Regions from separate parts of the Mus musculus genome. Here region 2 is linked to region 1. Evidence: chromatin contacts called from public HiChIP or PLAC-seq data. All regions are on one chromosome and are shown on one strand. The core of a region is the stretch at or near the end of the contact, and the rest is flanking DNA. Distances in the headings are between cores, read along the strand shown. Region 1 has its middle 11 kb from the start of Gm1968. Region 2 overlaps Gm26562 (a long non-coding RNA gene).

Evidence for each region. HiChIP or PLAC-seq counts read pairs in DNA pulled down with a chosen protein or histone mark.
Region 2: an H3K27ac HiChIP or PLAC-seq map of hepatocytes shows a contact between it and region 1, with 5 times the contacts expected there. The contact joins two enhancer-like sites. A contact is called at or near these places in 1 of 15 datasets of contacts at CTCF or cohesin (the NIH/3T3 cell line), 4 of 484 Hi-C or Micro-C datasets (the G1E-ER4 cell line, bone marrow-derived dendritic cells and liver), 7 of 115 datasets of contacts at active chromatin or transcription factors (bone marrow-derived macrophages, embryonic stem cells, hepatocytes and 3 more) and 1 of 9 other capture datasets (adipose tissue).

The regions. Positions count from the first base shown.
Region 1 is chr16:29,987,644-29,992,051 of GRCm38.p6, reverse strand. No RefSeq gene overlaps it. Among named protein-coding and RNA genes, the nearest start is that of Gm1968, 11 kb to the right of the region's middle. Within about 2 kb of position 2,566, at least 21 of the 459 cell types and tissues checked have an H3K27ac peak or open chromatin away from gene starts, as enhancers often do. A contact at or near this core is called in bone marrow-derived macrophages, hepatocytes and microglia, where this site is marked.
Region 2 is chr16:30,186,119-30,190,526 of GRCm38.p6, reverse strand. The region is part of intron 2 of Gm26562 (a long non-coding RNA gene); the gene reads left to right. Among named protein-coding and RNA genes, the nearest start is that of 1700025H01Rik, 4.3 kb to the left of the region's middle. Within about 2 kb of position 2,381, at least 330 of the 459 cell types and tissues checked have an H3K27ac peak or open chromatin away from gene starts, as enhancers often do. A contact at or near this core is called in bone marrow-derived macrophages, hepatocytes and microglia, where this site is marked.

The sequences.
Region 1 (4,408 bases), core at 1,317-3,816:
TTTCCCTGGTTTTCCTCAACAAAGCCTAGCTAGCACACAGGCCACTGAACTATTTACTGAATGATTAAGCAAACAAGTGAATGAATTATGAATTTAAGACTCTCTTTTTACCGTCCCCCTCTCCCTTCTTCTTGCTGTATTGGGGTTGCATATAGGGTCTCACACATCCTAGCAAGTGCTCTACCACTAAAATGGATCTTCCGTCCTTTTTTTTTTTTACACTGTTATTTTTGAGCCAGGATCTTGCTAAGTTGCTCACATTGACCTTGAATCCTCTCTCTAGCCCATGCAAGCTTTTGTGATCTTCCTGTCTCAGCCTCCAGAGTAACCAGGATTGTAGATTGATTACAGAGGTACCCCCTCAGGCCTGGATGAACCTAAGCATTTCTTGTAAGAGAAGTTCTGGAACTTTCCCCGGGGTCTCTAAGGTATCAGTGATATGAAAGAAAAGTGGGAGTCATTGACTTAATCACCCATCTGAAGTCGGGTGGGGACCCTCTGCTTGCTGACGAGTTTGCTAAGCGGAGGTCATGATGGTTTTCTTCCAACTTGTGACTTTTTGGAGATCTATCCTGGCAGCTTCTGGCCTGGCATTGACTCTTGCTGGACTTAGCTCTAGCTGGCTGCACCAAGCAGGGATTTGAGGAAACATTGGTCAGGAGCTTAGCAGCAGAGGGCTCCAGAGAAGCCATAGTTTCCCTTCCTCTTCTATAGAGACTGTCTGGGAGCAGAGGCTGATGTGGTGAGGCCGCAGCCTCCTGTGCATCCTTGGGGAGCCAAGCAAGATGCCCAGACCAACAGGAGCCGCTTCCGGCTTCACAGACAGAGAGCAGAGACAAGGAGTAAATGCAGGAAATCTCCTAGTTCCCTCCCCTGGGAGAGCTGACACTTGTCTGTGATGAGACCCCATGAAGCTGAGTGGGGTAACCTGGAAGGCAGAGAGACACCAAAGGCCATCCGGAGGTGATAGGTGGAGTGAATTAGAGGTGAGTCAGCCAGCTCATGAGGCAGTTAAAAGACAAGTGGCTAATTGTGGGTGCAGAGGACGGGTCACACACAGAAAATGAGGAACAAGTGGTTAATTGGGCCCACAAGCCCAGGATCCCGCCTATAATTAGCAAATTGCAGGGCTTTGATATTTGCTTTGGTAACAATGTGCCTAGGGAATTGCAGAGAGGAAAACTGTGCCCCCAGCTTGGGAAGTGACCCTAGGTCTAGACTTCTTACACCATTCTCTCTGACACTCTTGTAGGCAGCACACATATGAAAACATGCCCCCACCCCATCTTGTTCCCACCACCGCCCCAGCAAGGGAGTGGGGCTTGTACCTTGTTGCCTTCAGCGTCAACCCTTGCATAAGTCTTTAGTCAGCTTGGACCTGAAGCAGGAGGCTTGGTTTCCTGGTGCACATTCTCACAGTTTACACATGAGTTAGCCCATGCTCCCAGAAGCCATGACCCCTAAGGAGCAGAGGCCCTCTGGCTACAGATATCACCAAGGCGTGGCCCTTGACAATTCCAGTAAGTTTCAGTGGGGGAAGGCAAAGTACAAGAAAGCTCAGTTACAGCACTGTTTAAGATTTTTAAGATGGCTGGCATGGGTTTCAGGTCTGCAGCTGCTTCTGCAGGCTTCTTGGGTGTTCTTTCCCATATGCACAGTGGTAGCACAGGAAAGGTGTATGGGGAGGGGGCGTGTGGCAAAACTATACATTTTCACAAGTATACAGGGCAGATGGACACTAGCAAAGGAAGGAGGGCTATATGAAGTGTCTGGAGACCCGGGTTTAAATCTAGACTCTTTACTGACAGGTTTTGTCCCTCTTATTTAAAAATTTATATCTCACCTCTATCATCTGTAGGTCTGTTTCTTCTGGTTGGTTTTTCTCTTAATCATTCATGGGTCAGCATTTTCCTGCTCCTTCATATGACTAATAAACTTTTGTAGGCACTACAAAAGATTCTAGTAATATATAATCTTAGTAGGCACTGTGATTTTCTAATGTGAAGAATTCCGACTTTGATATCTCCCTTTAAAGAGCTCTAAGCTTCACATTCCTCCGCATCAGATGTACATAGGAGTCGGTTGATCTCTTTGAGTCCTGTTATCGAGGCTTTGCTCGCTCTTCAGTTGTCTGGAATAGCTTCCACTGAAGCGATGTCTCACATTTTACTCCCTTCTGGCAACTCTGGTCTCTCCACTGTTTCCCCAAAGGACCACCAAGGACTCTGGCCTTAGGCTGCAAGGCCCAATCATGCCCCCACCTTGTGAGAGCTCTGGGCTGCTCAGCTCACTTCTTCTCCTCCTCCAAATATCCACTTCCCCTTCTCCTTTCTTCTGCCTGGTTTTGTGAAGTTACACTTGGTTTCACTTTAAGAACACTTTAGCAGAGTTCTTCCCTGTTTTTCTCCATACTCTTTGGAATTTTGATCCTCAATTATGATATATTTCAGCTTGCCCAGTCTCTTGTCTCAGTCTCTTTAGCTAAGTGAAATGAAGCTATCCAGCTGTGCATGTGACCCGAGAACTGCCTCTGAGCACAAAGCCAGGGCTACTGTGGTTCAGGCCATTGACCCTTTCATGTAGCAACCTCTGTCTGGCAGTGTCTCTTCCCAGTGTCTAAAGAGTAGTCATGCTGGCAAGACAGGAAGCCAAACTCTTTTCAGGTTAATAAAGTGCCTGTTGCCTCATGTGTAGAAATAACATAAAATGATCTTCCTGAAAAATCAGCACTGCTCACTGAAGAACAGAATAGGTGTGAAGCCACCTACAATGATGCATACAATAAGGCACCAGTCAGAAAGAAGAGTTAGCAAAAATTAGCTCCAGCCTTCTTTCTTTTCATTTGATTTGACACCGGTAACGTGGACAAATTAAGCATTTTCAAGTAATTGTTGGATGTTAAGGCTGCAGGATTTTGATCTCAGAAAGATAAACTTGGGTTGCCACAAAGTTCAGCATGGTGGCATATACCTTTAATCCTAGCACCCAAGAAGCAGAGGCGGGTGGATCTCTTGAGTTTGAGGCCAGCCTGGTCTACAGATTGAATTCCAGGACAGTCAGAGCTATACAGAAAAAAACTTGTCTCAAAAAAAAAATTCTTGGGTTGCTCCAAATTCTTCATTTTTCAGATGAACAGATAGAGGCTTGGCGGATAGAAGTGATCCCCCACCCCCCCCCCAATATCATAATGAACTTGTAGGGAATGAAACTGGAATTCACAAGTCTTGACTCCCAAGCCTGTTGGACATTCATGCATTCAAATTACATTTACTGAACACCCACCAGGTTTATAGCACTGAACTAATGACGATATTACCTTGTTTTTCAGACATGTTAGAAAAATTGATTTTGGAACATTTGAGTAAGTTCAATAAGTCAGCATGCAATTTTGGATTTCTTTCAAGCAAAAGAGTCTGATTAGCATTAATTGGAGCCATCTCCCTTGCTCAATACAGGGGTAGATACTTCATTATAGCACTTCAGACCCACGAACACGTCCCATAATCACTATGGTTTTATCATCCTGTCAGACACGGCTATAGGAAAGCTAGGGATATGCTCTGATGCAGCCTTTACAGGTACCCAGTGCAAAGTGGACATTAAAACTGAAAAAAAAAAACTGTTCAGTATCTTCGACTGGATGACCTACGTTGTCCTTCGCCGCTGGGAAGATCCTGACATCTGCGATCCACAGCAGAGCTGTCCTAGGGACCCGTGTGGGCCATCTTGGGAGCATCGCCAGGTGGGGGCTGAGTGTGGAGGATGTGGAAAGGCAGTCTAAGCCAAAGGGACCACATAAGTACAGGTGACGAAGCAGGGGTGTGGCCAGAATGGAGTGTGTGATTTGACCCATGTACACCACTAATCTAGTATAGCCTTCTTCCTGGATCCCCAGAGCATCTATTGGGATGATAAACATTATCAGACCCATATCACTGCAATCCCAGAGGTTTGGAAAGACTGCACTGAAAGTTAAAATTTAACATTAGAGATTGTAAATGCAAGTGTATATGATAGTGATGAAAATAGAGAGGCAGGACTGAGCAGAAGGTGGATGCCGTGTGTGTGTGTGTGTGTGTGTGTGTGTGTGTGTGTGTGTGTGTGTGTGCTGATTCCTGTTGTACCAAAGGCAGATAATTCCAAAATTATCAAATAGAACTCCTTTCCTCTCCCAGAACTCAGAGCTCTGGAGCACTTGGCTGGAGGACTGTGACGTGGCCTGTAGACTGTGAGTAAGCACGCTTGATTTCTCAGTTACAGTGTAGGGTTGGACCCTAGGGTATGAGGATAACGTGCCTTTATCCCAGTGCTCTGGAGGCAGAGGTAGGTGGATCTCTATGAGTTCAAGGGCCAACCTGGTCTATATAGTGAGTTCCTGGAGGGTCAGGGTTGCAGAGTGAGACCTTGT
Region 2 (4,408 bases), core at 1,132-3,631, 200 kb before region 1:
CAGCCCATGGAGAACAGAGAAGCCAGGAATCCCCAGGACAAGGGCAGGATTTGCGGAGGCTCTTCACTCACCATCTCTTCGTAGACTCACCCCCCCACCATCACAGATCCAGACAAACACTCCTCGTGACTGGAAGCGCACTGCCTATGACCTCAGTCTAGTCTGCTAGAAACTAGCCTTTAGAAGGTTCTTTTCTCAAGGAATCTGAACCCGGTCTTTACAAATCTTCACTTTAGGGCCCTTGCCAGGCAGCTGTAGTGTAGCCCCTCTCACGGGAGAGCCCTTTGCAGTTGAAAGACAAGTCGTCTTGAGAAACGACTTGAGACCCTCAAACTTCATCTTCTGGGATCTTCTGGGCATGCTGAGTGCCCTAGTGAGGAATCTGATGAGTTCCAGACTCATGTGTGGTTTGTCCCTAGTAGTCAAGGGTACCTGCTGTGACAGCTACCAGGGACTAGGCGGCCTCTTCCTTTTCGGAGTCTCACATAATATCTGTCAAGAGCCCAAGTCTGTCTTCATTTCCTCAATAGCAATCTATTACATAAGGCGGCACTCAAGTCTTTGACACCAAGAAACTGCAGCCCTCATAGGAGAGTCGTGCTTCAGGTGTAGCCACATACATTTTAGGCTGTGGGGCTTTAAGCAACCAGGAAGGTTAGCACATCTAACTGAAGCTAGGATTAGGAGAAATGACATGTGCCCACAGGTACATGGCATACTACCTAGGATTAGATAGAGCTCTGCATATCTATCTATCTATCTATCTATCTATCTATCTATCTATCTATCTATCTATCTATCTATCTATCTATCTATCTATTTTGAGACAGGGTTTCTCTGTGGAGCCCTGGCTGTCCTGGAAATCACAGTAGACCAGGCTGGCCTCAAACTCAGAGATCCATCTGCCTCTGCTTCCCATGTGTCTCCGGAGTGCTGGGATTAAATGCACAAGTCACCACAACCTGGCTGAGCCTGGCATCTTTTGAGGCCAAGCCAAAGGCTTCTCCCTTGCCCTCAGACAGTTTAACCAGGAAGAGGAGTCAGGACTCGCTTAGGATCGGCTACCAGGGACTTGCATTTTGTGTTTCTGAGTCTCCACTGTGCCTCCCCTCCCCTCGAGAGCAAGGAGCTGAGTGTTTGTGGCTCCCTGGCACCAGAAGTAGGGTGTGCCCACTCAGCCTGGACTGGAGGGAGCTGAGGCGGCCAGTGCTTGCTCTACCATTCTCAGTGCCCGGAAGCCGGAGGGCAACAAGGACTGGCTGCCTTCCCAGAAAACACAGCTCACTGCCTGCCTGCTCTGCCCTTGAGCTCAGGCCCAGGGCGGTCCCGTGACAGGATCCCAGCTGGGGATGGTGGGCAGCGGACATTCCTCCTCCTGTGGCTTCCAAGAACCTCCCATCTAGGGTCTCCAGACCTCCAGGGCTGCTCCCCAGGACACACATTCCCAAGGCAGCATGTGGCTTCTTCATTCAGCCGGTTTCTGAACAGGACAAGGGTCACCTCCCCTCTTTGATGAGTGACTTACTCCAAAATGCCCTCTCTCCACCATGGGCAGGGATGAGGACAGGGGCTTGGAGACTTTCCAGGGGACAGCCTGAAGGCCTCTGTGGTTTCTTTGGACAGGGCTGGAGACAATCCCCACTCCCTATAGCCTGTGAACCAGGCTAAGCAGCTGGTGTATGGTAGAGTTATCTAGAGGCAACTTTTGGAACTCACTCTGCCCACAGTGAGCAGAAAGCCCCTGACTCCTGCTTTGGTGGTGTTAGGTGGGTTGTTGGAAGGGGAGGGGCTGGCTCTGAAGGGGCAGCAGTGATCAGTCAGCCAAAAAGCTTTTAATCAGGATATCCCCAGAGCACTCAGTTTCTAGTGATCAAGGTCAGAGGGCAAAGAGAGATCCAGGTCTGTTCTCAAGATGGTATGACGTCTGTGTGTGACCAGGTGGAAAAGCATGGGCCATGGGTATGAGACAGGTCTTGCTTGTGGTTAATTTTGAGAGTAGCACACTGATGCAAAGAAAACAGTTGCAGTTCGGCCTGAGACCGACTCAGTGTTCTCATCTGTAAAATGGGTCCTAAAAGTGTTCCACACTCAAATGGCACTGGATATGAATGGGCCTTTGGCACTGTGAGGTGGGGTGAGACTTGCTGGTGTGGCCATCTATCAGGCCTGGGAAGGAGCCCAGAGAAGGGCAGCAAGCCGGGGTCGCGCATCCTTCCTTTTCCACTAGGAGGAGCACTCGGCACTTGTTAAGATGCGTGTGCGTGGCAGGTCAGGAGGGCGGGAGGAGCGCCAGGTCCCCTCTGCGGGCTCCTGCCCTCCCCTCGAAGCTGGACCTTGTGTCTCCAGGGCCTGCTCTCCCTCCCGGGTGCTGGCAGGCTTTCAGAGGCCGGAGGAGGAGGAGGTTTGGCTGCCAGGAAGGGTGGGGCTGCCAGACACTGCAGAGCCACACTGTGACCCAGCCGTCCCGGAAACGCTCCCAACCTCGGCCCTCTGCGCGCACATCCGGCCGGGAGGGGTGCGGGCCAGGCTGTCAGGGGGACAGAGAGTGCGCGTGGGATGCCTCCGAGGTCAGGCTGCTAACGATCACCCAAACGAGAAAGAACAAGCTTTTTTTCTTCTTCTTTTTCTCTTTTAAAAATCTTATTCTGGGGCGAGAGGCTTTGTGTGTGACAGGCTTGGTGTTACAGAAGCAAGCCCTTAGCAGTGCGTTTCACTCCAGAGGCTTCCCCAGGCTCGCGCGTAAGTGTATATTTATTAATTAGAGAATGGTCATCCTGTGCCAAATTAGTTACCTACAGGAGCCCGTTTACAACTTGCTGCTTATTTTGTCCGTTTTATACACGAGAATGCAGAGGTGGCAAGGGTCACATGACCAAAGTCTCAGTTGTTGGATCTTGGATACAAACCTCGTATTTTTTTTTTTTTTTTAAAGCAGGACCTCAGGTTACTCATCTCTGCAAACTGCCAGCACCTGGTAGAGGACTCAGAACAAATGCGCAAAGCTGGAGCCCATGGGCACTTGGGCGTGTCTCTTTACCACTGTGGACAGATGAAATGACATAGAACAAGTGACAGCTTTAGCAATGGTTGTGCTATGGGGCCATGTGAACCTGGAGCTGAGGGTCTAGCTTTCTTCTTTTGATGCAGATTTTTCCTTTTTCCACAGACTATGTCAGGGCGAGGCTGTTTGGCATCCCAGGCAGACCCTCACTCTGGTGAGGCAGGAGATGTTTTGCGTGGGGCTGGAGGAGGCAGGGCTAAGAGTCCCTTCTGTGTCCCAGAAACTCCAGGCCTGGGGGAGGGGATGAGTGGAAAGACACCTGCTTCCTTCTATGATGTCACTGTGGGAGGCCCCTTCTCACCAAGTCCTGATGGAGGAGGTGACGTGGATATGGAAGCTCGGCCTGCCCAGAGCCCTGAGTCATAGGATCTGGCCCATGAACTTGAGAAGCATGGGCTCTTGTGTCATGGCTTCAGAGGCTGCCAGGGCTGGCTCAGCCTTCTGAAGCTAGGTGTGAGAAGGGATGGGGTACAGGCAGGCCTGAGAGTGGGTGTCCTAACTCCCAACATGGCACCTCACCTACAAGCCACCAATGTAGCTCATCTTTCTCTCCCATGCTCCACCCGGGGCCTTGCATTTGTCTTTTTGTTAAGCCAGACCTGCTCCTTCCTCCCGCCATTTTGACTGTTTCTGGGCTGAGGTTTAACATGTCACGCTGATTCAGAGCCAGAAAGAGTCCGCGTTGAAAACATAACCCATCCGAAACCTCAGGAGATAGGGAATAGTCATGCGGGTGTGGAAGGTGATAGGGACACGTGGGGACAGCAGCCTGAGACTGACAAGACAGGAAGCTGCTGTCATTCCAGGCTACCGGCCAGAGAGGACGCGGCAGTGGAGGGTGGGCTGGTAGGGCCTGGATCTGAGGCTGAACAGGTCACAGACCTGTTAACATAGCTTCCCTCCAATGTCTCGCCAGAACTGAACAGCACGTCTGCCTTTGAAGGTTGGCCGGAGTTGTTAATCACTAATAGTGCAAATGTCACCTCTGTCCTGAATGAGGAGGGAAGGGACAGACTATTTTAGGAAGATGACTTGCTTCCTGCACATTTTTTTTTTCCAGAAGATAGAGTAGTGTCTGGTGCTTAACGGAACACCAGATGTTTTGATAGGCCATCACAGCGAGATCTGCGGAGGCTGTGAGACAGGCTGATTGACGTGCATACGTGGATGACGCTGGACTCAATCTGACTTAAGAATCAGCTCAGATGCAGTGGTTATCCTCGCGCTTCGGGCTCTGTGTCCTTGTTCAAATGGGGACTCTCATTTTCGGGCTTCTATAGAAATGAATGACAAAGGGAACGTATAGAGAACTTGCTTGTCCCGGTAAACAAGTGCCACCCAGGAGAG